Linked DNA regions of Mus musculus: region 2 is linked to region 1. Evidence: chromatin contacts called from public HiChIP or PLAC-seq data. All regions are on one chromosome and are shown on one strand. The core of a region is the stretch at or near the end of the contact, and the rest is flanking DNA. Distances in the headings are between cores, read along the strand shown.

Region 1 (4,317 bases), core at 268-2,767:
TAATTCTTGGCTGCCCCTCCCTGACAGCTCACCTGCCTCATAGGAATGCAAAAACTTTTCCTCTGGTCATTTCTGTGTCCCAGAGCATACAAAGAAGCCTAGCAACAGACACTAATTAAGAAAATACTACACTATATTTATTAATTATGCCTAATTAATAAATATGTGCTGCTTAAAGGATTAATAGCTATAATCAGTAGATACCACACTGAAATGTCCTCAAGGCAAGGCAAGTGTCATAAATGAATGTGTGGAACTCAGTTGAAAACAGAAAGAATAGGACAGTCCTGAGTCTCACTAAGCAAGCAGTAGTCTTCCTTAATTTTTATATATATATACACACACACATATATATACATATATATATATGTCTTTGTATATATACACACATATATAATTTATACAATATACTAATATAATAAATATATATAATTCATACAATATATTTTAATTTAAGATATTTAATATATCTTATATACTTAATATTAATATACATATTTTATATACCTAATATATCTTTATATATCTTTATATATTATATGTATATGTAGTATATAAATAAATAAAATAAGTAAATATATTATATATAAGATATATGTATCTTTATATATGTCTTTAATATATATTTAATATCTATCTTAAAACTATGAAAGAATATTGTTTGTATGTGTGTACATCACACACAGATATATGTATGTATATGTATATACATGTATATATATACACACAGACACATATATATATATATATATATATATATATATATATATACATATATATATATATATATATATATATATATATATATGCATGTGTCTGTGCATGTGTGCTTTAAGTGTGTTTTATGCTGTCCTGTAAAAATTGTAGAGCACTATTTTTTGGTTTTGATTTTGTGGTCAAGAGAAGCCAGTGACAGTGTGTCCCCTTCCTAAAGAAGGTGCCAAGCTCACCTCTTTGCTGAATTTCTCCAGTTGGGATTGGTAATCCACTAGTCTTGCCTGTACCCATGTCTTGACTCCAGTGACTGGACACCTCTGAAGGCTAGTCTCTACTTCCCTCATGTTCTTCAGAGATGACTCGATGGTTTCGATTTCATTAGCAAACGTCTGAATACAGGAGATAAGTCCATGTTAAGTGTACTCCCATGTAAGTGGACATCAGTATCACACCTATCTACCTGGATCCTGCAAATATTTCAAGGACATAGTGACTGGTATTCAGGATTCTCAGCTACTTAAGAGATGACTCACTTCAAGAAACTCATTTTGCCTAGCATTTAATACAGTCGCCCGCTAAAAATTAAATTAGAATTACTTGAATCTCAGTGGGAAGTATGACTTTTAATTAACTTAGAGTAGCGGTTCTCAACCTGTAGGCCTTTGGGGGTGGGGGGAGGGTCACATATCAGACAGCCTGCATACCAGATATTTACATTATGATTCATAACAGTAGCAGAATTACAGTCATGAAGTAGCAATGAAAATAACTTTATGGTTGGTGTTTGCCACACTCTGAGGGACTGTATTAAAGGCCACAGCATTCGGAAGGCTGAGAACCACTGCTCTAGAGAGACCTGGTGAGTCTCAAGTATAAATTGTGTTGCTAGCACATTTCATTTGCTAGATATGCTGCTCAGAAAGGTTCGTCATGTGCTACAATGGCAGCAGCATGCTTGTGATAATCATTACATTAAGATCACAATCTTAACAGAAGAAAACAGCTTCCAAAGAAATAAATTTGCTCTTGTTCTCATCACGAATCCTATAACCACAGACGGCAGTATAATATGAGCAATCTGTCTGTCCTTTATTAGCTACGAAGTAAAAATAAAAGCTTTACAATAAAAGACTCTTTATCTAGACTTCATAAGCCCTATTCTTACAATTTTAATAATGGCAAGTGACAAAGAGCGAGAAGAGAATGTTATTTATTCCAGTAGGATTGCCAGAGCGGAGGCACTCACAGCACATTGGTCAAGCTGGCTCTGCAGCGCAGCAGCGTCTCCTTGAGCAGCCTGTTCTTTCATGAGGAAGTCTTTGATGCCACTCACCCACTTCTCAATGACTTCTGAATCAGCCTAAATTGAACACAATAACAGAGGGGCATATTACTCAGTGACATACAACCCCAGGACATCTCAAGATCTACTGGGACCAAAGAAAGAGACAACTTCTCAAAACTCAATAACATCGTTTTCATTTGTTTCATTTCCTCTTTGAAGTCTCCCAACTTGGAAAATAAAGTCTTTAGTTTATCCTCAAGGAAATGTTTCCAAAAATGACACTGCGGTGGTCATCCACCAGTCTCAAGCCACTCTGGAATAAACTATTGTATCTAAATGCAAGCAATATTTAGGACTAAGATTCAAATTACAGGAAAAAAAATGCTACTCTAGTCATAGTCAAAGCATAAACAAAAATCTTTTGCTTTCAACTAACTTAGAGCAATTTTTTCTCGGAAGTTACTGGAACTAGGAGTAAGCACACAGCATCATGAAGGAACATGACACAGGACTCTCCAATCTTCCATGGGATACCTCCTTCTCTGAAAACAGAACTAGCCACTGTCTGGTTTATTTCAGTTCTTCTAACCACTCAAAGTTAATAAGTACAAAGAGAAGGCAAACGTTTTCTAGAAAGTAGGCTTGAGAGAGGAGATCGCAAAGGAATAGCTGTAGAGAAGTCAACTGCAGCCACACTTAAACTTCAGTACTAAAGCATTGGCTATTTTCCCCAAAGCCTCCTGTCCCTTCATTGGTTAGTCTGCCTTGCTAATTCCCCTAATGTTTCTCCGAGTCCCCTTCAGTTCTACTCTTGATCACGCCTAGAAATAGAAATAAACCTGAATGGTTAATTCGAAAGTGACCACCATGTGTCTCCCTAGTCCTGGGAAGGCTAAATATTCCTTCTTTTGTGACATTTACAGGGCAATATAGCCGGGTAATGCACAAACCATTCTGATCCATGTACTCTGGAGACAACAAAAAATATTTTATATTCCTATAATATACCAAACAAAACCAACTATTAATATTCTTATGAAGCTGGAATGAATCGTAAAGACATACAACTATGGCAAGTTACATCTATAAAATAGGTTATACCTATAAAATACCACCTAAAACCATTTTAGGTTTTTCTTATCGTGAATTTGTCCAATGATTCTTTTGGGTTAAACTTGTTTGTTCTTAAATATATCAGGAGCAACATGAAGACTAAAACCCCAGTGTTCTCAGTATTTACCTCAAAATAAGCTTCCCCTACCAAACATTGCTTAACATGGATAGAATAGCTATAGAACTTGATCATTATAAATACCAAATTTTGTTTTATTATGCTGACAACAGAAGTTTAAAAAATAGATCAGCAACAAGCCAACAGAATAATTAGAACTTTTAACCTTTCCACTTTCCTACCAACTTCTCTTCCTAACTTTCCTCTACTTGGAAAGTGGACATAGAAACACAATTTTCTATTGGGTACATGGTTTGGGTCCGCTTGGTTGGTTGGTTGGTTTCAATTGGGTTTCTTGCTTTTGAGTGTTAGGATTTGTAAGTGAAATCATGGCGCCCATTGTTTATAATTAATAAATGCTAATAAAAATAGAAGTGGGGCTGGAGGGATACCCCAGCAGACAGGAACAGTCACTACTCTTACAGAGAAGCAGGGTTCTGTTCTCAGCACCCCCAAGACAATGCATAACTGTCTTGAATTCCAACTCCAGAAGATCTAGCGCCCTCTTCTGGTCCCCATAGGTACCGCATGCCCATGTTACAAGTACAGATGTACAAGTTCACAGATAGGCACATAAGATTTAAAAATAAATCACTAAAAATAAAATCTTGTTCCATGAAACAAGCCTTTTAAAATTGCCTGCTTACCCCATTGCATTGTTAATCTCCATTCTGAACTCCTAAATAACATAGTATTTCTGAGGAACTAGGAAATCCATCAAAGCTAATTTTGAAAGAGGAAAACAGTTTCACAGCTAAGATTTTTCAGTAACACATAGAGGTGCCTCATACCCCAAGAGGGCTAATAGTCACAGTCACCTCTGACTAAAATAGACAGCTTTAACCCATCACTGGGGAATGAGAGGAAGTTTTAGGGGCTCAGTCACCTCTTCCTCGCCTCAGACAACCCCAGACACCGGTGAGGGCACACAGCCCAGGAACACCCGTTCCTTCTTGCTCTCAGTTTCACTGAGGAAAAAAAAAAGAAAGGAGAATGTAGCAGACACACACACACACAAGCCACAGAAATATCAGAGACGGAGCAACAAACAGGCATTCTGCTTCTCACTACAGAAAATCTGACA
Region 2 (4,422 bases), core at 568-3,067, 190 kb after region 1:
CACCGTGCCTGTAAGCACATCTCTCAGGTGATTCTAGAAAGTGTCAGGCTGTCAAGCTCACTGTTGAAGTTAACCACTCAGTCTCAGAAGAAACTACCTGATCATAGTCAATGTATTCCCCCAGCACAGGGCACACTGAAGAATAGTGTGGTCTGGCCTGGAGGTGTGGGTGGGAATGTCAACCTAGCCTTAGGAAGCATCCCTGGTTACCTTTCACCAACCATCCCCACATCCTTATTCTTCTCCCTCATATCACTGTGGGATTTTCCCCATGCCCCCGTGGATTGCAAACCTTAATTCTTTCTCCTGTTTATTTCCTTTATTTTTTTTTAATTTTTTATTTTTTATTTAGACTTCTATACCAGCATTAAACACTTGATATATTCACCAAATACTTGTCAGGAGAGAGGAACACAAACAAGTGGAGGAGTAAGGGGATGTGGTCGGGTCAGCTGAAGAAGTGACTAGGAGCCAGGATCTGGAGGGGCTCTGGACCTGACAGATTCCTTCTGGGACAAACCTCCAAAGGTTGGTTGTTAATGGAAAAATATCCTGGAGGTATGCATAAAGTATGGAGTTGTGCCTTCAGGCAGATTTAAACAATACTCTAGCCCCTGCCTGCCTCCCAACATTACCCCAACCCTGAGAGGAACGGCACTACCTTCATCAGGACTTAAGTCTGAAAAGCCTATCCTGCCTCTGGCCTTCATGTCTTCCAATGCTACCCACTGCCCTGCTTCAATGAACAGAGAATCTTCCTTATTTTGAAGATTTATTTTCATTGCTTTTACATATTTGTATGTATCTTAGTTAACTTTCTATTGCTATGACAAAATGCCATGACCAAGGCAACTTATAAAAGAAAGTGGTTAACTTGGAGTTCACTGTTCTAGAGGGTTTGACTGTAACTATCATGGTAGGGAACACAGTCCTGGGGCAAGAACTGAGAGCTTACATTTGATCCAAAAGCATGAGGCAGAGAGAGCTAACTGGGAATGGCTTTTGAAAACTCAAAGCCTGGCCCTTAGTAACATACCTCTTCCAACAAGGTGACACTTAACCCTCCCTAAACAGTTCCAACAACTGGGGACCAAGCATTCAAAGTTAAGAACCTAGGACGGCCATTCTTATTCAAGCACTCAAGCTGGAGCTCAGGCTGCAGGCACACAAACACTAGGAACTGAACTCAGATCCTCTGGAAGTGCAGCAAGCACTCTTACCTACTGGGCCAGCTTCCAAGCCAAGGGCTAACAGTGGTTTGAAGTAATGAGAATTCTTGAACAATATCTAGGCCATACACTGCCTCCCCTGCCCTTCTCTGCTTGATCTCAGTAGCTACAGCATAGCCTCAGTCATGGGAGGCCCTGAAAACTTCAGACAAGGAGACTTTTAAACGTTGGTTATTCTGGGACATTCCAGCCTGAAGCCAAAACTTATCACCCACCCAAGAAAGGAACTCAAATGTCCCACAGCAGGGGCTTAAAAACCTCTATAATTAGAGAGAGAGAGAGAGAGAGAGAGAGAGAGAGAGAGAGAGAGAGAGAGAGATGGAAAAAGCATACATAAACTCTGAAGGATAATCTGTCCATTCAGGAAAATTTCAAGCGTGCTCGTGGAAACATCTTTAGGATACAGACAGCAGATGAAAGGGCACAGTGGGAGTAAGCCTAAAGATTTTTAATGAATCAGGACTCGCGGGCATCAGAGTTAGCCTTAGAAGGCTTGTGGGTGTGGCTTCAGTAAGCACCGGACCGCAGGCGCACACACCCCACGTTTCCTGAGTCAGACTTTCCAGTGAGTGGGTTGAAATGACATCTTGGGTTTCACTTGGTGGCTTGGGAGTTCGCTGTAACATAACAGCTACCTCTCAGTGCTGTTTGTACACCTTATCAAGTGCCCCACAAGAGAATTTTCTAGAACGTGCAGAGGATGCTTCACTCAGTCTACGAGTTCTCGGGACTATCTTTGAAAAGCAACTAACTACCTCAAACGGAATGCTTGGTTTTTGGAAACTTGAAGCCGTTTAATTGACTGAGAGAGAACACTTGTAATGGTTGGTAATTTTAAGTCTCTGATATTCTTGCATATTCACCCCACCACCACCTTTGCCATTTTTGCCTGGGCAGGAAAAAGCCCAGGGCTAAGTGCCTTAATTTACCCCTTGGGCGCCATTCTCCATGGGTGTGAGTTATGAAAGGGTTAAAAGGCAGTGGTGGCACCCATGCCCCAACTGTGGGCCTCGCATATGTGTGAATAGATGTTGTAGCTGTACATAGGCATGGTGTAATGCCTTAAAAATTGACTGGGAGGATCAGACAGATGGTTTAGCCGGTAAAGGTGCTTGCCACCAAGCCTAACGACCAGAGTTCGATCCCCATGACCCACAGAGAGAAAAAGATCCCACCCTCATTCTCAACACGAGATTGTCTTCGCACCTATACCCTTGTGCCATAGCACACTTACCTCCTGAACAAAGAAGTAACCGCGATTTTAAAATTAAAAAACAATGTCTGTCAGGCATGGCGGTGCCTGCCTTAATCCTAGTGGTCAGCAGGTAGAAGCAGAGAGAACCCTGTGAGTTTCAAGGGCAGCCTAGTTTACATAGCAAGTTCTAGGATAGCCAAAGCTACAGAGATCTGGTTTCTGTCAGCAGCAGCATCAACAATAGCAACAATTTAAGAAGATAGTTTTCCTTTTAACTCAGTTGCAGTCCTTCTGGGACTTTTTTTTTTTTTTTAAAGATTTATTTATTTATTATTATATGTAAGTACATTCAGACACTCCAGAAGAGGGCATCAGATCTCATTATGGATGGTTGTGAGCCACCATGTGGTTGCTGGGATTTGATCTTAACTGCTGAGCCATCTCACCAGCCCCTTCTGGGACTTTCTTATAAAATAAGTCCATTTGATGCTGTTATATCTTCAGCTACTTTTTTCCCTCTTGAGATAGGGTTTCACGTAGCCCAGGCTAGTCTCAAATTTCCCATGTAGCCAAGGATGCCTGGTTTCCACACCTGGAATGCTGGACTTGCTGTGGGCACCATCATAGTTAGTTAACGAGTTGGGAATCAAACCCAGGGCCTGATATATACTTAGTAGAGCATTCCATTTAGTAAGCTAAGCACCAGTTCCCAGGGGGAAATTGGAGAAGCTGTGGGGTTTTTTTCCTTTAGAGTTAAGAATACATTTATTAATATTGACCTCACACATGATAACTAAGTGCTCTACCACTGAATTCCCCTCACCCCCTTCTGTTTTTCTGAGACAGGTTATCTCTGTGTAGCCCTGGCTGTCCTGGAACTCACTCTGTAGACCAGGCTGGCCTCAAACTCAGAGATCTGCCCGCCTCTGCCTCCCAAGTGCTGGGATTAAAGGTGTGCGCCACCACTGTCCTACCGCTAAACCTTAACGTCCTCTCCTTTTTTGTTTTTCTTAGTGTGTGTGGAAGTGAGTGTTGCCAAGATGGCTTTGAACTCATTCTGTAGCCAACACAAGTCTTCAGCTACCAGTTCTTCTGCCTCAGCCCCCTTATAACTGGGATGACAGGTCCATGCCACCAAATCCAGTCATTGCTGATTTTAAAATGTGAAAAAAAAAGTATAAAATTGTTGATTATTACACCGTGTCATTGGGTCATAACTGTGTCTTCTTTATTTATAAAGGTAGCATCGAGGTGTGTTCTTCAAGCTGGTAGAAGCAAGAACTGTAAATTAGGCAATGTTTATCTTGGGGTGGCTGTGGGGTGAGTAATATTTAAGAAGTGGATGAGTAATTTACAGACCATCAGATTCATCCATTTAAAGTATTCAGCTTAGTGGCTGTTACTAAATATACAGAGCCGTGAAAACATTTCCACAATCCAGTATTAGGACATTTCTATCAATACAAATTGATCCTTCATGCTCTGTCCTCCTGCCTCCAGCTCCAGGCAACCACTGATCCACTTTCTGTCTACACAGACTGCCTGCTTTCTGGCATTTCATTTAAGTGGAGTCATATAGAATCTTCACACCATTGTCCATGTTTACTGTTGTCTGACTTTTTTTTTTAAGTCATTTTATTTTATGTGTATGGATATTTTGCCTGTAGGTGTCTTTATGCATCACATGCATGCAGTGCCCACAGAGGCCAGAAGAGGCTATTGGGTCCCTGGGACCTGGAGTTATAAACTATTGTGATTGACCATGTAGTGTTGGGAATCAAACCTTGGTCCTCAGGAAAAGCAGCCATTGCTCTTAACCTCTGAGCCTTCTCTCAGGCTCCACTGTCTGACATTATCATTATTACCAGCATCTTCACCATCATCATCACCATCGTGATAGTGGTTATCAAGAAGTGCCCCATTATGGTTTTCATTTCTGTTTTCCTAAGAAGTGATGAGATTGCCCATCTTCACATCCTTTTGCCCATTTCTAAAACT

Evidence for each region. HiChIP or PLAC-seq counts read pairs in DNA pulled down with a chosen protein or histone mark.
Region 2: an HNF4G HiChIP or PLAC-seq map of pancreatic cancer cells shows a contact between it and region 1. The contact joins two enhancer-like sites. A contact is called at or near these places in 2 of 484 Hi-C or Micro-C datasets (the AML12 cell line and bone marrow-derived macrophages), 1 of 115 datasets of contacts at active chromatin or transcription factors (pancreatic cancer cells) and 3 of 9 other capture datasets (embryonic stem cells, liver and pancreatic islet).

Annotation. Positions count from the first base shown.
Region 1 is chr10:12,697,039-12,701,355 of GRCm38.p6, forward strand. It overlaps Utrn (utrophin), which reads right to left. Exons shown (of 74, transcript NM_011682.4): 23 at 1,964-2,077; 24 at 951-1,106. Among named protein-coding and RNA genes, the nearest start is that of Utrn, 160 kb to the right of the region's middle. Within about 2 kb of position 1,518, at least 11 of the 459 cell types and tissues checked have an H3K27ac peak or open chromatin away from gene starts, as enhancers often do. A contact at or near this core is called in pancreatic cancer cells, where this site is marked.
Region 2 is chr10:12,886,769-12,891,190 of GRCm38.p6, forward strand. No RefSeq gene overlaps it. Among named protein-coding and RNA genes, the nearest start is that of Utrn, 27 kb to the left of the region's middle. Within about 2 kb of position 1,818, at least 58 of the 459 cell types and tissues checked have an H3K27ac peak or open chromatin away from gene starts, as enhancers often do. A contact at or near this core is called in pancreatic cancer cells, where this site is marked.